7 separate regions of the Sus scrofa genome follow, and regions 1, 3, 4, 5, 6 and 7 are each linked to region 2. A link is a contact called in public Hi-C, HiChIP or PLAC-seq and promoter capture Hi-C data. All regions are on one chromosome and are shown on one strand. The core of a region is the stretch at or near the end of the contact, and the rest is flanking DNA. Distances in the headings are between cores, read along the strand shown.

Region 1 (3,110 bases), core at 566-3,065, 450 kb after region 2:
TTGCCCAAAGCATTGAAATCCTCTTGCTCTGACCCTAAACACAGGCCCCATCCCCTCCAGCCCCTCAAAATAAGCAGTTCAGTTTACCTTGAGCTTTAAACTGAAGAGCTTCACCTACAGCCTCACCACTGGGGTCCATATGATATCGTTTAGCCTTTTCCTGCAATACAGCATCAAAAGTCTCCTGTGCAATTCTCCTTGTTGCCATGTTTCTCTGACCTGCAGTAAGAAGGGGAAAAAAGACACTAGGAGTGACAACTAATGCTCACAGAGCCTGCTCTATTTTACCTAATCCTCAAAGTAAAAGGCAATAATCCATAATCTGACATGGTATTTCAAAGGGAGGCTGGATTATTTTAAGAAGAGCTCTGCCCTCATGAACCTCAGAGGTGTGTGTTAGCTGAGAAGGAGCAAGACAAGCATGTTGATCTCGGACAATTTATTTTGCTTCTCTAAGCTCATTTCCTCAGAATCCCTTAAAAGCAGCTCTATAAAAGCAGTCCTGTCTCCTGGGGTTACTGAAGGACTGCACGAAGCAATACATAAAACTGAACACAACAGTGTAGGGGAGCAGGGACAAACCTAACCTTGCAAATGGTGGTTAGGGAAGATGTGATATTTCCCATTTCTGTTTTCCCATTTCACAGACAGAGCAAAGAAACTCTGAGAGCAGACTTCCCCTCTGACAGAGAATTCTCAGTGAGTGAGTGGAGAAGTCCCTGACCAGTGACAATGACCTACTGACAGAGCTTACTCTGTGCCAGGTCCTGCTGCAGGGGAGGGAATCCCACAAGCCCATTTACTTCTCACACCAACCCAGGAAAGAAGTGGGTCCTATTATGAATAAAATTATACAAAAATGCAAAAGGGAAATTCAGACTCAGTGACCCATGCAAGGTCAGGTAGCCCAGACTGGAACCTGGCACACAGGGCCCTGGTGGTGGGGACAAAGCCCTAAAGGCTGAGTAGAAAAAGACTGAAAAACAAAACAGGGGAATCCAGTAGCAATGTCCTTTACCACCAAGATATCCCTTCCATCTTGAAATCTCCAACCTCAAAACCCAAACTTGTTTCTGCCTTATACTCATTTCTTATAATCATCACCTCCTTTTCCCATCCTTCAGCCCTTTTTCTGAGGCACCCCTTGCTCTGTGCTATCGAAGGGGAGGGTCTCCCGGCCAGGTGGCCCGGGATCAATTCAAGTGACCTAACCTTTCTGAGCCTCCACTTCCCCACCTATAGAATGGGCAGCTCATGATGAGGAGTTGCTGTGGGGATGGAATCGGTTAAAAAAAAAAAAAAAAGCAAACAGCCGAATTCAGCGACCCGCCGCCGTTACTGTCCCACTAGAGGGGCTGTTCCAGGCTCAGGCTGAATGAATGAACGAACGAATAAACCCCTTCGGGAGCGGCCCGCCTCCTCTCAGCCTCCGAAGATGAAGAAAAGGGGGCGTCAGGCCCGGGAGGCCGCAGACCGCCCCCCAGGCTGACGCGGCCGCCGCGCAGCCCAAGGGCCGAGCCCGCTGCGCCATCGCGGGGACCCAGGGTTCCCGGTGTTGCGCCCAAGCCCCACCACCCCGGGGTCCACCCGCAGACGACGCCCGGGCCCGGGCCTCACCCCGAGCCCACCGCGCGCGGAGCCGCCCCCGCCACCGCCTCAGGCTCCTCACCCGCCGCCGCCACCGCGCGAGGCGGGGACATGCAAATGAGCCAACGGTCTCCGCAGCGCCGCGCCGCGCAGGCGCAGGCCGCCACCGAGCCGGGATGCACGGACGCAGGCAGCGGTCGCCAAACCCTTCTGCGCAGGCGCACTGCCTGGTCTTCGGGGCGGATACTCCCGAGGCAAAAAAATTTGTCTGCCGGCGGCGGCGGTAACGGGAAGCAGGCCGGAAAAGGTGGCAGAGACGCCGCTGCCTCACACCTGTTGGCTCTCTTGGCCTTACCTGTACCCGCGATCACCCTTGGTCACCCAGGGAGCGGTTCTCCAGGCTGAGAGGGGCCGAGGCGAGGCGGCGCCAGCGCGCCTGCGCGCGTACGGCGGCCGAAAGGGACCAGCGGCGCTGCAGCTGGTGACAGCCGCGAACCCCACCCTTTTCCCACGTGGCCGGGAAGACCGGGTGAGAAGTGGCGACTGCCGAGCCCCCTCGCGCGCAAGGCAGGGAGTGGACGCCGTGGGGTCGGACTAGTGACCGTGGCGCGGCCTTCAAGGACTTGGTTTTGGGTAATGAAAGACTGTTACGGAAGCCGCCAGGAGACAAAATTACCCACTTCCTTGCTTTTCGCTTTCTTTTCATTTATTCATTCTTTCAGCACCTGTATATGTACTGAGTGACTGTTGCATGTCCGTCCCCATGCTAGGCTGGTGGGGGTGGGGGGATGGAGGAAGGTGTTTAACAAAAGGAGCTCCAGCTCTCATGCAGTTAAATTTCATTGGGGGAGGAGGCTAGACAGCAAAAGCAAATAAATAAATGAACTATTTCGCTCCATGTTGAGATAATGTTAAAATTATAAAAGAGTGATGTGATGGGAGAGCGGGGGATGCTTTGACCAGAGTGATTATGAAGGCTGTCCCTTGGATAGCTGGGAAGAATGAGAAAGAAGCAGGGAAGCACAGGTGAGAAGGTCCCGGTAGGAAAAGTGCTGGTAAGGAGACTGGCTTTGGTTTTGGTTTTGGTTTTGGCTGCACCCATGGCATGCGGGACTTCCTGGGCCGGGGATAGAACTCCCGCTGCCACAGCAGTGCCCCAAGCCATAGCAATGACAACATGGGATCCTTAACTGCTAGGCCACCAGGGAACTCATGGGTCTTGTTCTCAAAGGTTGGAAAGCCACTGCAGAATTTTGAATAGGTGAGTGAGGTGGTCCCTGAGCTTTCAAGTCTCTCTCTGGCTGCCTTGTGGAGAGTAGAGGCTCTGGGTATGGCAGGGAGAAAGCAGGTGAGGCCACCTGAACCAGGGTGGGTGTGGCAGGTGAAGGGAGAGGAATCATGCAGAGTCCTTGGCTCATCAGGACAGTTTTTTTGATAAGCAGAACTGTGGCTTTAAAAGGGAAGCTGGCTGTCAGTTGGGAGCCTTGATGACTCCCTTCCCCCTAACATGCCTTGGATGCAGT
Region 2 (3,119 bases), core at 432-2,931:
TCTATGAAGAGAAAACTGAGACGCAAGAACAGGAAGGAAATTGCCCCCAAAAGTGGAAAGAAGCCAGGGAAGGGTGGGCACGGGTAACAAGACAGGGGAAAAAATTCCCGGCTTAGCTAATGGTGCCGAACAAGTCCAGGGCAGGAAGAAAGCCACATTCCTTCCTAGTTAGTCTCTCTCCTCACCCGCCCTGAGCCCCCCCCCAGCCCCAGTACACACAACACACACACACACACACACACACCACACACACACACACACACACACACTCTCTCTCTCTCTCTCTCTCTCTCTCTCTCTCCTCTCACTCTCTCTCTCTCTCTCTTCTTTCTCTTTCTCTCAGAGGGCGGGGCCTTCCTGAACCTGACACCAGACCCCTTGCTCCCCCTAGCCACGATGAAGCCCCTACTTTCCCAGTGAGGAGGTAAAAGGGCTCCCAAACCACTTCCCCTCAGGACCTGACCACTGGGCACCTGCAACTTCTGTCCCAACACAGGAGGAGGGCGCCATGACACAAACAGAAATGGGAAGAAGCAGTTTCTGACCAGGGCCCCAGATGTACCCTACAGTCAGGCCTGAAAGAAGGTACACAGAAGCCTCTCCCCAACCCCCCCCACCCCCCGCCAGGTGGCAGAACTGAAACGCCTTGAACTTAGCCAGATGGACCCAAATCAGCCCCTGAGAAGTTTGTGAGTCAGGAGCCAGGTGCGGTGGCCAGAGCTCCCTCCCAGGTGCCCACCACAGGCTCCCAATCTTCTAAAGGCACCATACCAGCAATCCCCCCCTCCACAATCACAGCCTCTTCTTCTCAAAACACTCCTACTCTCTAAAGGTGTCCAGTGAGACCTGGTCACCTGGGGAGTTGGAGGCGAGTTGACAGGTTTTGCCCAAATTTCCTTTCCCAGGAACGAAAAGTGAACCCAACTCCAGGGGCCTCATTGGAAAGCATCAAAGACAGCCCCCAAGTGCAGACACAACCTCCCCATACAAACGGAACAAAACCCCACAGGTGCTCCGACAGCGGTGCCCCACTGACCCACCCTACCAGTGACCAAGACGGAAAAGCTGCTCCTCGGGAGTGCAGGCAGTCATCCCTACCGGCCATCCCGCAAAGGAGCCAAAGAAGCCCCAAACCCCCACCTCCGAGCTCGGACAGCGGGGCCTCCACCCCTTCCCCTGAACAGGTGAAAAGACCAGTTCCTGCTCAGGTGCCGGATGGGCCGAGAAAGGCGCCGGACAGACCCCCTATCCCCAGACCAGGAGCGAGAGTTCGGGCCCCATGGCCGCCCCGGGCCACCCGCCAGGTTCTCCTCCCGGCGCCGAGGTTCCCTGCGCTCCGAGCCGGACAGGCGCCTACCCCGCGCCCCGCTGGCCCAGGAACTCACAAGCAGCACCTAAGAAGCCGGACCCCGCGCCCCCAGGCTAGGACGCCGTGGCGAGAGGAGCGCGAGGCCGACCTGCGTCCCGATGTCCCCGACGGCCGCACCGCCTGCACCGCTCACCTGGCAGACGCGGTAATTCTCGAAGGCCCTCAGAGCACTGTCGGTGAGCTTCACGTGGAACACGGACACCTTGCTACCGTCGCTCACTCGCCCGCACGACAGCCCGTAGCTCCGAGCCTCCTTCAGCGCCGCCATCTTGCGACCATCGCTCCCCCGCCCCCCCTTCCCGGCTCCAGTGCGGGCGGTGCGCCGGCCACGCCCCACCCTGCTGCCCGCTGACGTGCTGCATTATTCATAAGACGCGGCTGGCCACGCCCTCGCCGGAACCCCCCTAGAACCACAGACGCCGCGGTACCGCCCGCTGACGTGCTGCACTATTCATGAGATGCGGCTGGCCACGCATCATGTGGGCCCAGGGAATCCCATAGTTACCGCCCCGACTTCCTGCATTTTCGTAAGGCGTGGATGGACTCCCCCCATCCCTAACCTCTCAAGACCCTAGAGGTGTCCACTTCCGCGCCCGGACTCCGCCTCGACACGCGCGCTCCTTCAAGCCCCGCCTCAGTGTGTATTATTCATGATCTTGACTCAGCCAGGCAAGTCGAAGCACCGCCCCACCAGCCAATGACGTGATGTATTATTTATGAGGTCTCTCCAAGTCTTCCGTCTTTGGCTTCAGCGAGGAGCCGCATTGAGGGCGTGGGAGGGGGCGGGGCCCGCGCAAAGCACGTGGGGGGAGGGATCCGCTGCTGGATGGGCGTGGCTATGTAAACTGAGCGCGCGTTGGACGCTGGGTTGGGCTAATAGGGTTCCCCTAAGGTGGGCCTGGGGCTGTTGGATGATTGGGGGTCAGATTAACTTTGCTCATGGTAACAGTAGATTTCTTTTTAAATTAAAATATAGTTAATTTACAGTGTTGTGCTAAGGGTAGACTTAGAATAAAATCCTACACCCCCCAGAGCCCTGAGAGATGGTGATTGTCCTGCTCACCCATTAAAAAAAAAAATTTCACCTATCATGAAGTTAGTTAATGTGTACAATTCTGTGGCATTTAATACATCCACAATGCTGTGCAGCCACTACCACCATCTAGTTCCAGAACGTTTTCATCACCCCTAAAGGAAAAACCCACACCCACAAAGTAGTCACTCCTCATTCCCCCTTCCCAGGCCCTAGTAACCACTAACCTACTTTCTGTATCTATGGACATTTCTCTTTTTTCCTTTTTTGGCTGCCCCGTGGCATATAGAGTTCCCTGGGCCAGGGATCAGATCCAAGCCTCAATCCAGACCTAAGCCTCAGCTGCAGCAACTCCAGATCTTTTACCTACTGTGCCAGGCCAGGGCTCAAACCTGCATCCTGGCACTGCAGAGACACCGCAGATCCTGTTGCACAATAGCAGGGACTCCTTCTCATTTTAATCTAATTACAGACAGTGGTCATAGGATGAAGTGAGGCAAGGGAGGAAGGTGAATTCAGGGACTTTCTATGTGTTTCTACCCAGATGATCTTGTTAGCTCTGCCTATCACTACCAGGCCGGCACTGCCATCTATTTACCCCTTGACCATGAACCTAAAGGCTGATCCTAAAGGCAATGCTAGATTCCTTGCAACTTTTTCCCATGCCTGTCATTAATATCTCCGTTTACAAATGGAGAAACAGAATCAAAGGAATGA
Region 3 (3,084 bases), core at 200-2,699, 340 kb before region 2:
GTGTAGGCCAGTAGCTGTAGCTCCAATTCGACCCCTAGCCTGGGAACCTCCATATGCCGTGGGTGCAGCTCTCAAAAGACCAAAAAAAAAAAAAACAAAAAAAACAAAAAGAGCACTGAGAACTATGTCTAGATACTTACATAGCAACAAGACAATGGGAGGAAAAATTATGTATATATGTATGTGCAACTTGATCCCCATGCTGTACAGTGTAAATAAATAAATAAATAAATAAATTTTTTTTTAAATGTAAGAAACAGTCTTAGCTCACGAGCCTGACCAAAACAGGAAGCAACATGATTTGGTTCACAGACCATAGCTTGCGACACCCCTATCCTATGCAGTTTTTCCATTTCCAAACACGAATTTTTCCCCTACAGGAACACAGGAGGCAAAATGGGGATGTAGGAGGTCCTACTGTGGCTCAGTGGTAACGAACCCGACTAGTATCCATGAAAATGCGGGTTGAATCCCTGTCCTCCATTAGTGGGTTAAGGATCCCGAGAGCGCGAGCTGTGGTGTAGGTCGCAGACAAGGCTTGGAGACAGCGTTGGGGCGGCTGTGGTGTAGGCTGGCAGCTGCAGCTCTGGTAGGATCTCTAGCCTGGGAACTTCCACAAGCTGCAAGCAAGGCCCTAAAAAGTACACACACACACACACGGGGGTGGGGCGGGGGGATGTAATTGTTCCTACAGCATCGCAAAGTTGATGTGAGGTGTCTTAACGAACGGCACGCCCCCAGAACTGTGCCGAATATTTATTATGCTGGAACTGAGGGCATAAGCCCCGCTACGTTCAGGTCTAAGACAAGAATGCCATTTTGCTTCCGCGCGCAGCAGAACTGTAGTCCCGCCCCCACTTTCCTGAGTCTTTCCAGCTTTGGACTTTAGCTCAAGTATCCGTCACGGCCACAGGTCCGAAGTCCCTTCTCAAGAATTCCGGGAGGGAGTTCCCGTCGTGGCGCAGTGGTTAACGAATCCGACTAGGAACCATGAGGTTGTGGGTTCGATCCCTGCCCTTGCTCAGTGGGTTAACGATCTGGCGTTGCCATGAGCTGTGGTGTAGGTCGCAGACATCTTGCGTTGCTGTGGCTCTGGTGTAGGCTGGCAGCTACAGCTCCGATTAGACCCCCTAGCCTTGGAACCTCCATATGCCGCGGGAGCGGCCCAAGAAATGGCAAAAAGACAAAAAAAAAAAAAAAGAATTCCGGGAGAATCTGTAAATATGGAGGGCAACTAGACAAGAGAACTCGGTAACTAAAATCTGCTATCTCAACGCTATAGGCAAGATGACAGTGATTTGCCAGCATAATGCTAGTCTGAGGGAGTCTCCGATTGGTCAGTGCCTTGCTGGGTAGGGTAGAAAGAGTGTAGCGGCAGTTACCCATAGGCCAGAGCAGAAAGGGGCGGGGAAACGAGGCTGGAAGGTCAGCAATCAGCTTTCGCGTAGTGACTCGAAGCTTACTTTCGATTGATCTGTAAAGACGCGGAAGGCTGAGCGAGGCTTCTTTCGGCGATTGGCCCCAGGACGGGATCCGGAGCTTTGATTCGATAATACCTGGTAAAGTGACACGCCCATCGGTCGGCGATTGACGCGGGTGACTGGAGGAGGGCATGCAAATCAGGAAGACAGCGTGCGATTGGCAAGCACTGCACAGGGCAGGCATCCCCGGCGCGGCAATCACTTGCGATTGGTCGGCATGGGATGGGCGGCCGGTGCGCCGGTTCCCGGGTCCCAGCGGACGATGGCGTCTGGTGGCTGGCGCTGGCTCCGCAGCCTGTTGGCCGCGGGGCAGCCTCTGTTCCAAGGCCGTGCGCTGCTCGTCACCAACACGCTGGGCTGCGGCGCTCTCATGGCGGCCGGAGACGGCGTGCGCCAGTCCTGGGAGATCCGCGCCCGGCCGGGCCAGAAGTTCGACCCTCGGCGTTCAGGTGAGAGGTCCAGGGCAGATGGCTTTTAACTTCAGAGGGCCTTTGGCCCGACCTCAGATTCGGAGATCAGACCCGTGCGCCGTGACCCCTAACCTGTGGCCTCAGTCCCCCGCAAGACTTTTGACCCCACGTGCATCCTAAACAGCCCTTGCCCAGGTCTCCATCCCCTCTCCCTTAGGACTCTTAATCTCCACCCATACGTAGGGTTTCTGTCCACTCACATTGAGTACAGGATGCTGACCCCCAAATAGTAAAGGGCGCAGCGTCAGGCCCCAGCCAGCCTAGGATCACACCCTACCTTCCCTACCTTCAGTGACTCTGTTTCTGCCCCTGGAAAGCGGGGTGATGATAGAACCCTCTGACAGGGTGGTAAGGGATGAGGCAAGAAGATACAAAAGCAGCCCTTGGAATGGTGCTTGGTGCTGAGGCTAGTAATGGAAAAATTTATGGTTAGGCTCTGGGAAAGTGTCAGGCCTACCTAGGTATTCGCTAGGGAGGGAGTGGAATGGAGGGTTTGCTTGTGTAATATGGTGCCCCTGACTCTTGGACTGCCCACAGCGAGCATGTTTGCGGTGGGCTGCAGCATGGGCCCCTTCCTGCACTACTGGTACCTCTGGCTGGACCGCCTGCTCCCTGCATCCGGCTTCCGTGGCCTCCCAAACGTCCTCCGGAAGGTCCTCGTCGACCAAGTAGTGGCCTCTCCCATGCTGGGCGTCTGGTATTTCTTGGGTAAGGAGCCCTGTGATCTTGGGTTTTTCCTCTCATAGGTTGAGAGAGGCAGAGCCAGCTTTGTATTAAGAAGGATGTGGGAGTTCCCATCGTGGCCCAGTGGAAACGAATCTGATTAGAATCCATGAGGACGAAGGTTCAATTCCTGGCCTCGCTCAGTGGGTTAAGGATCCAGCATTGCCGTGAGCTGTGGTGTAGCTTGCAGATGCGTCTCAGATCTGGTGTTGCTGTTTCTGTGACACAGGCCAGTGGCTACAGCTCTAATTCGGCCCCTAGCCTGGAAACCTCCATATGCCACAAGTGTGGCCCTAAAAAGACCAAAAAAAAAAAAAAAAAAAAAAAAAAAAGGATGTGTATGTGCACCTCCTGTGTAGGTGGCCTTGGACTGGAGGCTGGGTTACAGTGATGACAGGTCAGACCCAGTG
Region 4 (3,193 bases), core at 405-2,904, 330 kb after region 2:
CTTTGTCATGCCTGCCTCCCCCTCCCTGGAGCAGGGTGGTGGCTGGGGTCTCTGCCCCCCAGGCGGGTGACACGAGAGTGGGAGTGGGGACAATGGAAGCCGGACAACACCCCATCCCTGACTTAACAAGGGCCAGCCTCTTCCCAGCCAGCAGAGAAAAAAAGGCCCCTTTGTTGGCTCTGGGCGTTCTGTCCCTGCATCCCCTGCCACCTCCAGTCAGACAGGCGAAGTAACCCCAGCTGGTCCTCAGGGCAGTCACAACCAAGCTAGGGGCCCAAACGCCTTCCCACGAGCTTCCACAGCAGCGACCCCTCCCCAAGAATGGGAGGGAGGCCAGTCACCAATGTCACCCCCTCAATTACTCTCCTAGGAGGTGGAGAGGGAGGTGGCCTTCCCAGGCTTGCTGAAAACTGACTAATTCGGTCGCGAGCCCTTGGAAGCCACACAGTTCAGCTTCGAAGACCCAAGCCGTGCCATCTCCCCAAAGGCTGTGAACACGGCGTGGCCGGGGAGCCCAGGCCCTTGCATCCCTTGGTCAGAGGGTGGCGCTGATTCCAGACAGGCGCGCGGCAGCGACCCAGCAGCTCCTGCCTTTTCCCAGCACAGCGGACAAGCCAGTCCCGCTGCCACACCGATCCCGGACACCGCTCTGGTTCCGAGCGCGCCCTGCAAGGCCCAGAGGCACAAGGCGCAGGCGGCCCCTGTGCGCCGAGCTTTTCCAACCCGCGTCCTCCGTTCCTCCGTCCCCAGCTCCTCCCGGCCCTAGTGTGCGCGGCAGCTCAGGCCCTCCCACCGCCTGGGGCTCCCGCACCAGCCGGAATGGGTGGTGCCCGAATTCCCCTACATCTTTTAACAGGCTACTCGTGTCCGGGTCCCCACGTTCTAGGCTTCCCCCAACCCGGCCACACCCCCGCATCCACCCCCACCCCCACCGCCATCCCGCACTGACCGAAAGGGGCACGAGGCGGCCCAGGATTCGGCGCCCCGAGCTCCTTCGGCCCGAGGCCCCCCACGTTCCAGTCACTCTGGCTCACGGAGATAGGGGGCGCGCGGCGGCCCGGGGTCTCCGTCCCGGGACCCTCAAACATCCCAGCTCCGCAACCCGGGGCACCCAAGTCCTGACCCCCAGCAGCACTGACCCGAAAGAGGCGCGAAGTGGCCGCCGAGCGCAGCGCGGTCCAGCCGAGCGCGCCCAGCGCCAGCAGCAGCAGCTCGGGCGGCGCCAGGTGCGCGTGCTCGGCCAGGCCGCGGCGCGCCAGCCCCCAGCCGCAGTCCGCGCAGCCCCGCGCTGCCGCCAGCGCGCTGCCCCAGCCGCGCTGCACGAGCTGCGCGTAGCTCGGCATGGGCTCGGGCCCGGCCGGCCCCGCCGCAGTCCCCGCCGCCGACATGCAGCCCGTTAGCCGGCCGTCTCGGCCGTCTGCGCCCGCCCGCGGTGGCCGCCGGAGCTGTGCGCCCCGCGTCACGCGCCGCAGTTGGGCCGGGGGCGCGCCGGCCAGAGCGCGGGGGACGGAGAGGCGGGGCCGGCTCTAGCTCCGCCCCACGGGGACTCGGGGTGGGGGCGCGGCGTCCGTGATTTGGGGGCGCGCCGAAGCTGAGTTCCCTGGAGGCAGTGGCGGCGACCTCCGGCTCACAAGTCCCGGCGTTGTCGCGTCGCGTCCTGGAGGCGGGCCCACGCTCGGGCTCATTTTCCAGCGAAGGAAACCCAGGAGCCGGGGAGGCGGGGGGAAGGGGGTGTCTGCCCAGCGCCCGCCTGACTGAACCCGCTAGCAGGGCCAGAGCGGCCCCATGTCTCCACCCCGTACCCGCCTGGATGCCCTTGCCCACCCTGGCCTCCCCCACCCCACCAGGCTGTCCACGACTTGGGGCACGATGGTCACCAACAGGCCGTGCTCTGGACCGACAGAGCAGGCCCTCCAGCACACCTCTCTTGCCTCCCACACTCAGACCTCATTGTTCACTGACATGAGGGCCCACCTGCTGCCTCCGTGACCCTGAGGACTTCGGAGGCCTCCCTGCCGCAGGTTAACATAGACCTTGAGGGAGGCTGAGGGAGTGGGTGCGCGCGCGGGGGAATTCAGAGGCTGGATCAAGACCACCATTTCATTGGGACCACTGCAGTGATCTTCCAATGTCCACTAACGGGGCCCTGTATCCGAAGCCCTACTGGCCATCAGTGAGGGTATCAGTGGCCTTTTGGGGACATCCTCTCACCTGCCACTGCTAGCCCTCATTCCCAGTCCCCAGGCCTCTGACACACCTGTGTCCCTCCCTTCCCCCTGCCTAGGAGTCCTCCCATAGCTTTTCAAGGTGCGGAGTGCAGGAATCAGTGTGGGGCGCATATGGCCACCAGCCCGACATGATCTTCAGGTGTGCAGGGGAAAGCAGGTAGAGGAGTTTCGGGGCCCTCATCCCTCCTTCCACTGCCAACCCCCTCCCCCAGTTCCTGCAGCACATCAGCATCCAGTGTGCCCCACCTTCAAATGTTCCTGAATCTAGCCACTTCTCTGCAACTGCATAGCCTTTACATGACCCTCGGCCACCCTTGTAACTCCTGCCTGGTATCATGGCCTCCTCTTTACCCTGCAGAGGCCAGAGGGAGCCTACCTGTGCCTCTTCTGCTCACAGCCTTCCACAGCTCCCATCACTCAGAGTAAAAGCCCATCTCCTGTGACTCATGACCCACCCTCATGCTCTCCTCTGCCCCCCACCTTGCTCCCTCCGTTCCAGCCACACTGGCCTCTGAGCTATAGGTGGCTTTCCAACACCCCAGGCAGTCCCACCCCAGGGCTTTTGCCCTGGCTGTTCCCCCTGCCTAGAATGGTGTTCCTCCAGGTACTGGCAGGGCTCCTCCTTCACCATTAGGCTTTACCTACCAATGTCACCTTCTTGTCCTACCTCCCTGACACCACCCTCCATCAGTCTTCTTTGGTATCTGTCACCATCCATCCTGCTGTACCTCCTGTTATTTTTGAATGTGTATTCAATGTGGGCAGAGGGGTTCATCTGTCCCCTTTGATGACTGATGCCTCAGTCAGCCTGGCAAGCAGTGGGGCACTAAGGGGTCCCAGGCTGCTGGACATGCCCCCATAGGTCTGGCCTGGCCAGTCAGGCAGCCTTGCATGGTCCCAACCACTCATCTGTGCCCTCCCACCCAGGCACTATCTGGTCACCATGGCACCCATCAGTAATAGGA
Region 5 (2,948 bases), core at 323-2,822, 360 kb after region 2:
AGCCAAGTGGCTCCTACCAGCATAAACCTCTCATCTTCTTGGTTATTAGACCCCCAGTGAAGTCTTCTTAATCTCTGGGTTGGGCTGAGGAGGCCAAGGCCAACTCCTGTGTAGTACTTCCTGACACATTCATCCATCACTCCCAAAGCAGAGCCTCCATCAAAAAGTGGGGCATTGGCAGGTGCCTACTGGTAAACCAGTCCCCTTCTGGACCCACAAAGAGACCCCTCAGCTTCCACCTTAGGGCAGAGGCACACCTCAGAGTCAAAGCCCCCAGGGAGCCCTCAGCCTAGTTAAAAAAACAAGATGTGGCTAAACAGGTTCAAGGTGGTGGCCTCCAATCACCACTCAGTCCGCATCACCTCTCACCACTTAATCTGAACACCCTGGGGTTGGGGGGGGAGTCCTAGGGGAGGACCTGGGGGAAGGGGGAGGCAAACTAAGGGAAGAGAGGCCCCGACCCAGCAGCCTCCATGGTCAGAGGGGGAATGCCCCCCTCCTCTGTCCTGGGCAGCTGCTGTCCCGGTCACAGGGTCTGAAACCGGAGCCCCTGGGTGGGGGAGGGGCAGCGACTTTGGCCAGGGTTGGGGCTAGGTCCCGGGTTGAGCCAGGGTTCCGGGCGCAGGGGGTCCCAGAAACTCGGGCCTCCCTGCCCGGATGCTCCTGCAGCGATTCTAGGCGTTGGGGAAAGTTACTCACCAACTAGTCATGCGCCTCGGACGCCGCTGCTGCCGGCAGCGGGGCTCCCAAAGGGGGGCCTGACCCCGCCCGGTGTACTGGATCCACAATCGCGTGAGGGGGCGAAGCCCCACCCCAGGAACCCCAGCCCAGGGGATCTGAGGAGATACTCGCTCAGAATCGAATCCCCACCCGTCAGAAGCGGGGTGCCCCATGTGCGCCCCAAATGCAGGAAGTGCCATCCCGGACCTTGGTATTTCCAAGATCCCTGCTACGCCTCCCCCCCTCCCCCTGACTCCGGATCCAGAACTTCGGGGACGTGTTATCTACCTCCTGCAACTACAGGTCCAGAACTTAGGGGATCCTCCCCGCTGTCCCTGGCTCTTGAACTTCGGGGACCCCTGCCACCCTTCCATCCCCAGGTCTGGAATTTCGGCGTCCCCTCGCGCCTCCCCTCCACCTTAGGTCCGGAATTTGGGGAACCCGGCGTACTGTGCCCTCCTCGACCCCGACTCCGGAACTTCGGGGTTCCTGTGCCCTCTCAAGCCCTGGAACTTCGGGGCTCCCTGATCCGCCCCCAGCCTCCGTATTCGGAACTTCGAGGACCCCCGAGCCCTGTCCCCAGTCCCAGAACTTCGCGCCCCCAACCCCCTGCACCCAGTGCAGGCTCAGCTATCCAGGCTCACCCTGACGGCTCGGCGCCCCGCAAATGTCCGGGCGCGAGACGGGTGCGGCCCCACGGCGCCGACTCCCCGAAGCCGGGCGCCCCGCTCGCTCGCTGGCTCCGGGGCCCGCGCCCTCCTCGCCGCCCGCCGCACCGCCCGCGCCTTTGTCTGCGCCGCCGCCGCCGCCCGCGCCGCCTCCGGTCCCATCGCGGCCGGTCCCGACGCGGCCGCCGCCCGCCCCGCCTCCCCGGGCGGCCGAGGCCGTCCCGCAGCGCCCCCTGCCGGCCCTCCGCGGCGAGGGGGAGAGGGAGGGGTGGGAGCAGGGAGGAAGTGGGGAGGATTGTGGACGGGATATTAAGATGGGTACAGAAGGGGACAGGGGATGCAGTGGAGACAGAGACCCAGACCCAGAGACAGAGAGATGGAGGAGGGAGTCAGAGACAGGCCTAGGTGGACAGAATAGAATGTGGCCTCATCCTTTGTTCAAGAGTGAGCCGGACCCTCCCCATCACTGCTGCTTTTGCCTGTGATGGGGGGTCAAGTCCCTCTTCACCTGATGGGAATCCAGAGGCAGCGCACATCTGACGCCTTGTGGGTCCAGGCGTCTGCACACGGTAGGAGCTCAGTGCGTGTTTCTAGAAAACCAAAGAGACTTGGGCGGAGAGGGGCCTAGAAGAAGGTGAGAGAGAGGCAAACAGTAGGCACTTAAGGGGCTTGATACAGGATGCCCTGCTCAGAATCCCTGCCTGCTTTCCCATCCCACCCTGATCCCCCCAAACAACTGTAACAATGCTAGTGAGGGGAGTTCCTGTTGTGGCTCACCCCAAACAAACCCAACTAGTACCCAGGAGGATGTGGGTTCCATCCCTGGCCTCGCTCAGTGGGTAAAAAGATCTGGTGTTTCTGTGAGCTGTGGTGTAAGTCTCAGATGGGCCTAGATCTCAGGTTGCTGTGGCTGTGGTGAAGGCCTGCAGCTGCAGCTCTGATTCAACCCCGAGCCTGGGAACCTCCATGTGCTGTGGGTCAGGTGTGGCCCTAAAAAAAAAAAAAGAAGAAGAAAAGAAAGAAAAAGAAATGCTAGTGAGGTTGGGTTAGGATTATTGTTGCTGTGTTATAGGGTCCAAAGACTGAGGTGGAAGGAACATCATTGTCCAGGTCCCACCAAATGAGAAAATTGCCTGGAGGCCCACAGGCCTGCATTTGCCACCTCTGGTCAGAGGGAAGCCACCCCTTCATACGCTTGCTGGGAGAGGGTCCTTCTGGAACTGAGTTCAGTCTCCCCTGATCCGAGCCTGCCTGTGGGGCCCCCTTGTCAATCCTATTATCTGCCCTTTCCCTGGAGACTCCTCCCTCCAAAGTCACACAGTGCCACCGAGTTCTTGGACAGAGCACTGAGGCTCCTCAGAACCTGCACTTCCCTGAAGCTTGGAGACTCACTTGTGAGCTTTCTCAAACCTCAGAAGTGTTTGCCATTTTTTTTTCCCCTGTCTTTTTAGGGCTGAACCTAAGGAATATGAAAGTTCCCAGGCTAGGGGTCCAATCAGAACCATAGTCAACACCAGATCAGAGCCACATCTGTGATCTATGTCGCAGCTTGTGGCAACG
Region 6 (3,115 bases), core at 406-2,905, 350 kb after region 2:
GAAGTTCCTGGGCCAGGGACTGAATCTGAGCCATGGCAGTGACCCAAGCCCCTGCAGCTGGATTCTTAACCCACTGTGCCACAGTGGGAACTCCCCCCACCCCCATTTCTGACTCAGTACTCTCATCTCCTCTCACCCCCATAGGGCTCAAGTTGTAATTAAGCTTTCTCTCTTCAGAACACTAAACCCTGGAGTTCCCATCGTGGCTCAGTGGTTAACGATTCCAACTAGGAACCATGAGGTTGCGGGTTCGATCTCTGGCTTTGTTCAGTGGGTTAGGGATCCAGCGTTGCTGTGAGCTTCGGTGTAGGTCGAAGACGAGGCTTAGATCCCGAGTTGCTGTGGCTGTGGTGTAAGCTGGCGGCTACAGCTCTGATTAGACCCCTAGCTTGGGAACCTCCATATGTCGCAGGTGCAGCCCTTAAAAAAAAAAAAAAAAATTCTCCAATGGCTCACTCTCAAAGTAACTGTAATATCCGTGACCCTTCCCCAAAAGTACTGCCTAAGGTCCTTTCTGCTCCCTCTCCTGTCACCCGCTCACTGCCTGGGCCCTGGACTCTATTTTTCAGCCCTCAAACAGCCAAGCCCCCTCACCACTCCCCATCACACCATCTCCTGACATCTTGTTTATTAACTTGTTAATTCTCTGTCTCCCTTGGGAGCTGAGGTTTCCAAGAGAGCTGGGAGTTTTGTCTATTTTGTACTGCTTTGAGCCCAGCACGAGCACTCTGCCTGGCTTATACAGATACTCCATGAGGAGTGAACGAATGGGCATGTTTGGAGAGAAATAATCTGGTTAATGGGACAGGGTGACATTGCGAAAAGCCTCGGAGTTCTCACCTGGACAATGAGGATAAACAACGTCCCTACTTCACAGGTATTGAGGGTATGGCGGCACAGTGTGGGCGCTGAACCAACAAGAATTACTGTTACTATTATCATTACTATAGCGTAATAACCTCGCCATTGTTATTACCATAGCGGTAAGAAACCCCTCTTTTACTCAAACGCCTCCCAGGCTAAGAGCGCTCAAAGTGAGAAGTATCATAAACTGCTGCTGCTTTGGGTTTTGTCATGGGACAGGGATAATTCCTTATCGCGCTCTAAAGAGGTGTGAGAGGAAAAACGGGACGAGGAAAGAAAGGGTTTTAAAATCAGAGCACGACCCGTGGCCAACAGGAAGCGTATTCCGCCCCCGCCTCCGCCCCTAGCATCCCCTAGCCCACCTTCACCCGCTGAGCCTCGTTGATGCACTGTTGGTAGCTGCCAATGTAGAAGGCATTCTTTACGTCGAACAACTCATCTACTTCCCCGGAGCCGCCGGAGGCCGGGCCGGGTGCCGGTGGCGCCATGTCGCTGTGTTCTTACCCCTTCCTCTTCCTGAGGACACGTCGGCCGGAAGCACAGAGCCACCGCAGAGCCTCCGGGAAATGTAGTTTACTCGGCTCCCTGGAAATGAGCTTAAAGAGGAGTTAAAGGGGCGGGAGACGCACGTGCGTTCACAGGGCATCTCGGGAATTGTAGTTGTATTCGAGTCTGCGGGCTCGGGGAAAACATGGTAAGGATATAATGAGCCTAGGAATGGCAGTAAACTGCAGAGGGTGGAGCCGCGCAAAAGGTAGATCCAATAAACGCGAAGGCTTCCCTGACGTCATCGACAAGCGCCGGAAGCACGGCTCACAGGGGTGCCGGGCTGACTGAGAGGATGGCTGGCTTTGCTGAGCTCGGGCTGTCATCGTGGCTGGTGGAACAATGTCGGCAGCTGGGTTTGAAGCAGCCCACGCCCGTGCAGCTCGGCTGCATCCCCGCCATCCTGGAGGGTGAGTGTACCTAGGCCTCTTCTACAGGAGGTTTCCCCGCTCCTGTCGCCTTACTTTGCCTTCTCGCCCCTTTTGCCCACACCGGTACCGTGGGTCGAGGGGCAGCTTTGGGGCCTCACGGGCGAGCCTGGTTTCTCGGAGTCGACTACTCAGTGTTGGCGTTTAGGCTGTACGATTGACTCGCCGTGTTTCCGCACACAAGTGGTGTAATTTCTGAAGCTCTCATAGATAGCCTCAGAGCGCTGGGATGATTTGATGAGTGACTGGTAGATAACACTGGGAAAATTCGGTAGTTTGTATTACTATCTCCATTTCATAGATGGAAACTGAGGTTGTCGGTATTACCGGTACCGACAACTGGTAAACCTAGGTAAATTTAGGACTCTAGTCTGTAGACTGCTTTTCTCCTCACTCCTCTGGCTTTTTAGGAAGCCTCAGATGGACAAATTGAGAGATTAAATAAAGCTGAAGGCATCATTTGGGAGCATAGGATGCAGATTTTGGAGAACATTCTGGGTTTCCCAAGCTTCTATCCCTGGGAAGGAGTCAAAATGAGGTAGTGATTAGTAGCAGACATCTCAGGTCAGATGCATGTGGGTTCTAGTCCAGCTTGTACTCACTGGCAGTGTGTCCTGGGCAAAGCTTTGAGATCTGTTCTCCCTTCTGTTAAGTGGGAATGGTAATGGCCTCTTCCTCCTAAAATTTGTCAGTTGCTAAAACAGTAAGTTATCAGAATCCTGAAACAGAAAGAGCACACGCCAGTATTGAGCATACAGTAACTGCTTATTAGACCTTAGCTGTTATACACTGGGCCCAGTGGAACATCTGTTATACCTCTGATGCTGCTTTGCCCTCTGTCCAGGTCGGGACTGCCTCGGCTGTGCCAAGACAGGCAGCGGCAAGACAGCAGCGTTTGTCCTGCCCATCTTGCAGAAGCTGTCTGAAGATCCCTATGGTATCTTCTGCCTCGTCCTGACACCCACAAGGTGAGCTTCTGGCCCCCAATAGGCCTCTTGGGGGAGCTAACCAGCTGTGTTCTCTTGGGCAAGCGCACTTTGCATTTGTGCAAAATGGGGACAGAGATTAAGCCCATGTCTTAGGGGTACTGAAGAATTAAACAAGATGATATGTGGAAAGTGCTGAGCATGAGGCTTGATTTAGGGCAAGCAGGAAGATCAGGAAGTAGGGACATGGGCAGAAAAGAGGCCTGGGCGGAGCTGGAGCTGGGGGCAGAGAGGAGGGGACCTGGACACTGACCAGCCCTTGAGGAGGGGGTACTGACACTTGGGTCTCAG
Region 7 (3,066 bases), core at 553-3,052, 470 kb after region 2:
CAGGGCGTTTGAGTCACTTGCTAAAGGTCCTATGATCAACAAGTCAAGAAGAGCAGGGATTCAAACCCAGGGCCCTTCCAGTAAGAGACACTTGTTGCACAAAACTCAGTTTTCCCACCTGCAAGGTGGGCCACCAACACCCCTCTCTGGAAGTCAGGTCATGAGATTTTGTTTGTTTCTTGGTTGGGATTTTTATTTGTTTGTTTTTGCCATCCCACAGCATATGGAGTTCCCTGGCCAGGGATCAGATCTGTGCTGAAATTGTGATATACATAAGTTGCATCTGTGGCAATGCTGGATCCTTAACCTACTGGGCCAGGGAGCAAACCTGTGTTCCAATGCTCCAAAGACACTGCCAACCCTGTTGTGCCACAGCAGGAACTCCATAAGATGATATTTGAGCCCTGCAAGGATATGATACCCAGTAGGTGTTCACCAGACTCAGCTTCCATCTCTTCTCCAGAGGGCAGGATGGAGACTAGGGCCTGGAAATTGCAGGGAAGCAAACCACAGTTGGGAGCTATTTGAGCAGAGACTCAGGTGGGAACATCATGGGAATATCAGGCATCTGATGGTAACCTCAAGCTAGTGACTTCCCCTTGTGAGCCCTCATTGTATCCTCAGATGGGCCCTTTGCAAAGTTATGGATTGAGAACTTAGCCGGGGGATTGTCCAGATCTAAACTGTGAGCACTTATTACAGTCTAGCTCAGCCTTGCTCCCTCCCAGGATTCTCTTGTTCTTAACTCGATTTCCACCAACACCCGCCCACACCTAGAAGAAATAAGAGCCAGTATCTGGGAATATTTGTAATCCTCTATGCCCCAGAGATTAAAGGGGTGCACTTTGTGAGTCAGAGAACAGGGTAGGCTTTGGGGAGGTGCCAGTGACACAGCCTGGTGCTGGACTGCAAGTGTCTCCCTAACTATCTGCAAAGAATCTCATGACCCCACACCTCACAGAAAAGCTGGGGCTCACAGGCCAGATGTGATCTGTGCAGGGTCAAATGCTTTCACCAGAAGGTCAAGGTGATGGCTGGAATGTAAGTTCTCCCAGGGGAGCAGCCCCAGAGAGGAAAGATCAGGTGTAGGAATCATTGTCCCTTGAGGAAACTGAGGTTCACAAGTGCATTGCCTAAGGTTGAATAGCCGAAATGTGGCCTCTGTACACCAGCACAAATTAAGACTTGGAGACAGAGTTTTGGGCAAAGCAGAAAGAACAGCTTTATTACTTTGCGAGGCAGAGGAGGCCACAGTAGGCTAACACCCTCAAAACTGTGTCCTGCCTTGAGAGGGGATAGCAAGGGGTTTTATAGGTTTAGCCTGAGAAAACAGGGCTGTTGGTAAGGATTTGGGTGCCTGTGTTCCTCTCCCTCCATAGATCATTTCAAAGTCATCAAGGCCAGAGTCAGGTGGTCTGGTGACAGTCTCTGGTGGTCTTTGGGGTTATTGAACCTTGACCTTCTCTCTGAAGTGAAGATTGCTCACAAAAGGAAGGGGGTGTTAAGGAAGTGTTTCAGATGAAAAGAAAACACCAGGTGCAATATAACTCTAACTAGAGTTTCTGTCGTGGCTCAGTGACTAATGAATCTGACTAGGAACTATGAGGTTGCGGGTTCAATCCCTGGCCTTGCTCAGTGGGTTAAGGATCCGTTGCTGCCGTGAGCTGTGGTGTAGGTCGAAGACATGGCTCAGATCTGGCGTTGCTGTGGCTCTGGTGTAGGCCGGCAGCTACAGCTCCAATTTGACCCCTAGCCTGGGACCCTCCATATGCCGTGGGAGCGGCCCTAGAAAAGACAAAAAAGACAAAAAAAAAAAAAAGAAGAAGAAGAAGAAAAGAAAGTAACCATTAGTAATAAGTTAGTGGGTCAAGGTAGGACATAATATAATGGAGACTGTTTTCCTAGTTTTGTTTTTCTTTTTTTTTTTTTTTTGGTCTTTTTGTCTTTTATGGCCGCACTGCAGCATATGGAGGTTCTCAGCCTAGGGTCAAATCGCAGCTGTAGCTACTGGCCTACACCACAGCCACAGCAATGCTGGATCCTTAACCCACTGAGAAAGGCCAGGGATTGAAGCTCCATCCTCATGGATACTACTCAGGTTCATTAACCACTGAGCCACAACAGCAACTCCTGTTTTAACTAGTTTTTTAGCCGTAACAATATTTCCTAATCATTAACTCTTGAGTCAGTTTTTTGAGACTGAGTTTGGGAGGCTAAAGAAAGTCTTTTACTTCAGAACATAAGGTCTCAGGGACTCGTACACCATATCTGTTGTAATGTCAGCTAGTGGCTGGACAAGTATTCAAACCTGTGTCACTCAGGTCCCCCATGGCTGTCCTTTGGCACGGCCTTACCCTACTTCCAAAAACCAGGCAACTTTGGGCCTGCTGAAGTGCTGTGTGAGCATGGGCAAGGATTTGACCTCTCTGTGTTCTGGTTTCTGTAAAATGGAGCCAGTAGTCGCTTTGACCTCATGGGATTCTGGTTAGGATTCAGTTAATTCACCAAAGATTTAGCAGGGAAGTGGCCTGACAGGGATGTCATTCAGTCCTGTGAGGAGCAAGTTTGTACTCGGAGAAGTCAAACATTTCCAGAAGATCACAAAGCACGTAAGATTCCACCTATTTCCACATTTTGCCATTACCCGGAGCTGTGGAGGACAGCTGAGTGACTTCCAGCGAGACTCTCTGCCCCCTCCGTATCCTTTGCAGGGGAATAGTGGGTATTTCCTATTAGTGGCCAAGTTCGCCGCTCAAGTTGGAGGTCCTGCTTCTGCACTGGGTGGCCAGAGAGCCTGACTTTGCCACAGCCTGAGGGGACCCTACGCCAGACTCCCAAGGCCACCTCGGGCCACAGTGCTCAGGGCCAAACTCTACACCTCCTTTGCTCCAAAGTCTGGTCCAGGGCGCACCGCCCACGGCCCTCGCGACTGGCCGCCGGCCCTGCCTGTCTTTGGCTTCGCAGCCAATCTCCGTCGCCCTCCGGGCTACGCCCTCCGTTCCTCGCTGCCAGTCGCGCCAGCTTCTTTGGAGCCCCGCCCTTTCTCCCAAGCGATTGGTCCTTGGG

What was found. Promoter capture Hi-C pulls out the DNA fragments that hold promoters and counts their contacts. A called contact is a pair of places that touch in the nucleus more often than the background predicts. HiChIP or PLAC-seq counts read pairs in DNA pulled down with a chosen protein or histone mark.
Region 1: a contact with region 2 is called in a promoter capture Hi-C map of liver, with 2.5 times the contacts expected there. The contact joins the promoter of ARMC6 here to the promoter of ELL in region 2. A contact is called at or near these places in 2 of 5 promoter capture datasets (fetal liver and liver) and 1 of 2 datasets of contacts at active chromatin or transcription factors (alveolar macrophages).
Region 3: a Hi-C map of liver shows a contact between it and region 2, with 3 times the contacts expected there. The contact joins the promoter of MPV17L2 here to the promoter of ELL in region 2. A contact is called at or near these places in 2 of 47 Hi-C or Micro-C datasets (heart right ventricle and liver) and 1 of 2 datasets of contacts at active chromatin or transcription factors (alveolar macrophages).
Region 4: an H3K27ac HiChIP or PLAC-seq map of alveolar macrophages shows a contact between it and region 2. The contact joins the promoter of CERS1 here to the promoter of ELL in region 2. A contact is called at or near these places in 2 of 5 promoter capture datasets (fetal skeletal muscle and liver) and 1 of 2 datasets of contacts at active chromatin or transcription factors (alveolar macrophages).
Region 5: an H3K27ac HiChIP or PLAC-seq map of skeletal muscle shows a contact between it and region 2, with 3 times the contacts expected there. The contact joins the promoter of HOMER3 here to the promoter of ELL in region 2. A contact is called at or near these places in 1 of 5 promoter capture datasets (liver) and 2 of 2 datasets of contacts at active chromatin or transcription factors (alveolar macrophages and skeletal muscle).
Region 6: a contact with region 2 is called in a Hi-C map of skeletal muscle, with 6 times the contacts expected there. The contact joins the promoter of DDX49 here to the promoter of ELL in region 2. A contact is called at or near these places in 1 of 5 promoter capture datasets (liver), 1 of 47 Hi-C or Micro-C datasets (skeletal muscle) and 1 of 2 datasets of contacts at active chromatin or transcription factors (alveolar macrophages).
Region 7: a promoter capture Hi-C map of liver shows a contact between it and region 2, with 3 times the contacts expected there. The contact joins the promoter of SLC25A42 here to the promoter of ELL in region 2. A contact is called at or near these places in 1 of 5 promoter capture datasets (liver) and 1 of 47 Hi-C or Micro-C datasets (liver).

What each region holds. Positions count from the first base shown.
Region 1 is chr2:58,827,114-58,830,223 of Sscrofa11.1, reverse strand. It overlaps ARMC6 (armadillo repeat containing 6), which reads left to right and starts at 1,815. Exons shown (of 8, transcript NM_001243929.1): 1 at 1,815-2,116. It overlaps SUGP2 (SURP and G-patch domain-containing protein 2), which reads right to left and starts at 2,215. Exons shown (of 11, transcript XM_021083458.1): 1 at 1,943-2,215; 2 at 88-219. The coding sequence starts at 208.
Region 2 is chr2:59,275,726-59,278,844 of Sscrofa11.1, reverse strand. ELL (RNA polymerase II elongation factor ELL) reads right to left here and starts at 1,681. Exons shown (of 13, transcript XM_021083507.1): 1 at 1,503-1,681. The coding sequence starts at 1,637.
Region 3 is chr2:59,611,527-59,614,610 of Sscrofa11.1, reverse strand. MPV17L2 (mpv17-like protein 2) reads left to right here and starts at 1,449. Exons shown (of 5, transcript XM_003123505.3): 1 at 1,449-1,930; 2 at 2,489-2,659. The coding sequence starts at 1,699.
Region 4 is chr2:58,949,984-58,953,176 of Sscrofa11.1, reverse strand. It overlaps CERS1 (ceramide synthase 1), which reads right to left and starts at 1,654. Exons shown (of 7, transcript XM_021083472.1): 1 at 1,140-1,654. The coding sequence starts at 1,388.
Region 5 is chr2:58,912,573-58,915,520 of Sscrofa11.1, reverse strand. HOMER3 (homer protein homolog 3) reads right to left here and starts at 1,572. Exons shown (of 10, transcript XM_021083465.1): 1 at 1,365-1,572.
Region 6 is chr2:58,929,250-58,932,364 of Sscrofa11.1, reverse strand. DDX49 (probable ATP-dependent RNA helicase DDX49) reads left to right here and starts at 1,655. Exons shown (of 13, transcript XM_003123539.4): 1 at 1,655-1,820; 2 at 2,683-2,806. The coding sequence starts at 1,706. It overlaps COPE (coatomer subunit epsilon), which reads right to left and starts at 1,436. Exons shown (of 10, transcript XM_003123536.4): 1 at 1,227-1,436. The coding sequence starts at 1,352.
Region 7 is chr2:58,802,092-58,805,157 of Sscrofa11.1, reverse strand. SLC25A42 (mitochondrial coenzyme A transporter SLC25A42) reads left to right here and starts at 1,802. Exons shown (of 8, transcript XM_021083444.1): 1 at 1,802-3,066. LOC100511007 (a long non-coding RNA gene) reads right to left here. Exons shown (of 2, transcript NR_045043.1): 2 at 1,917-3,066.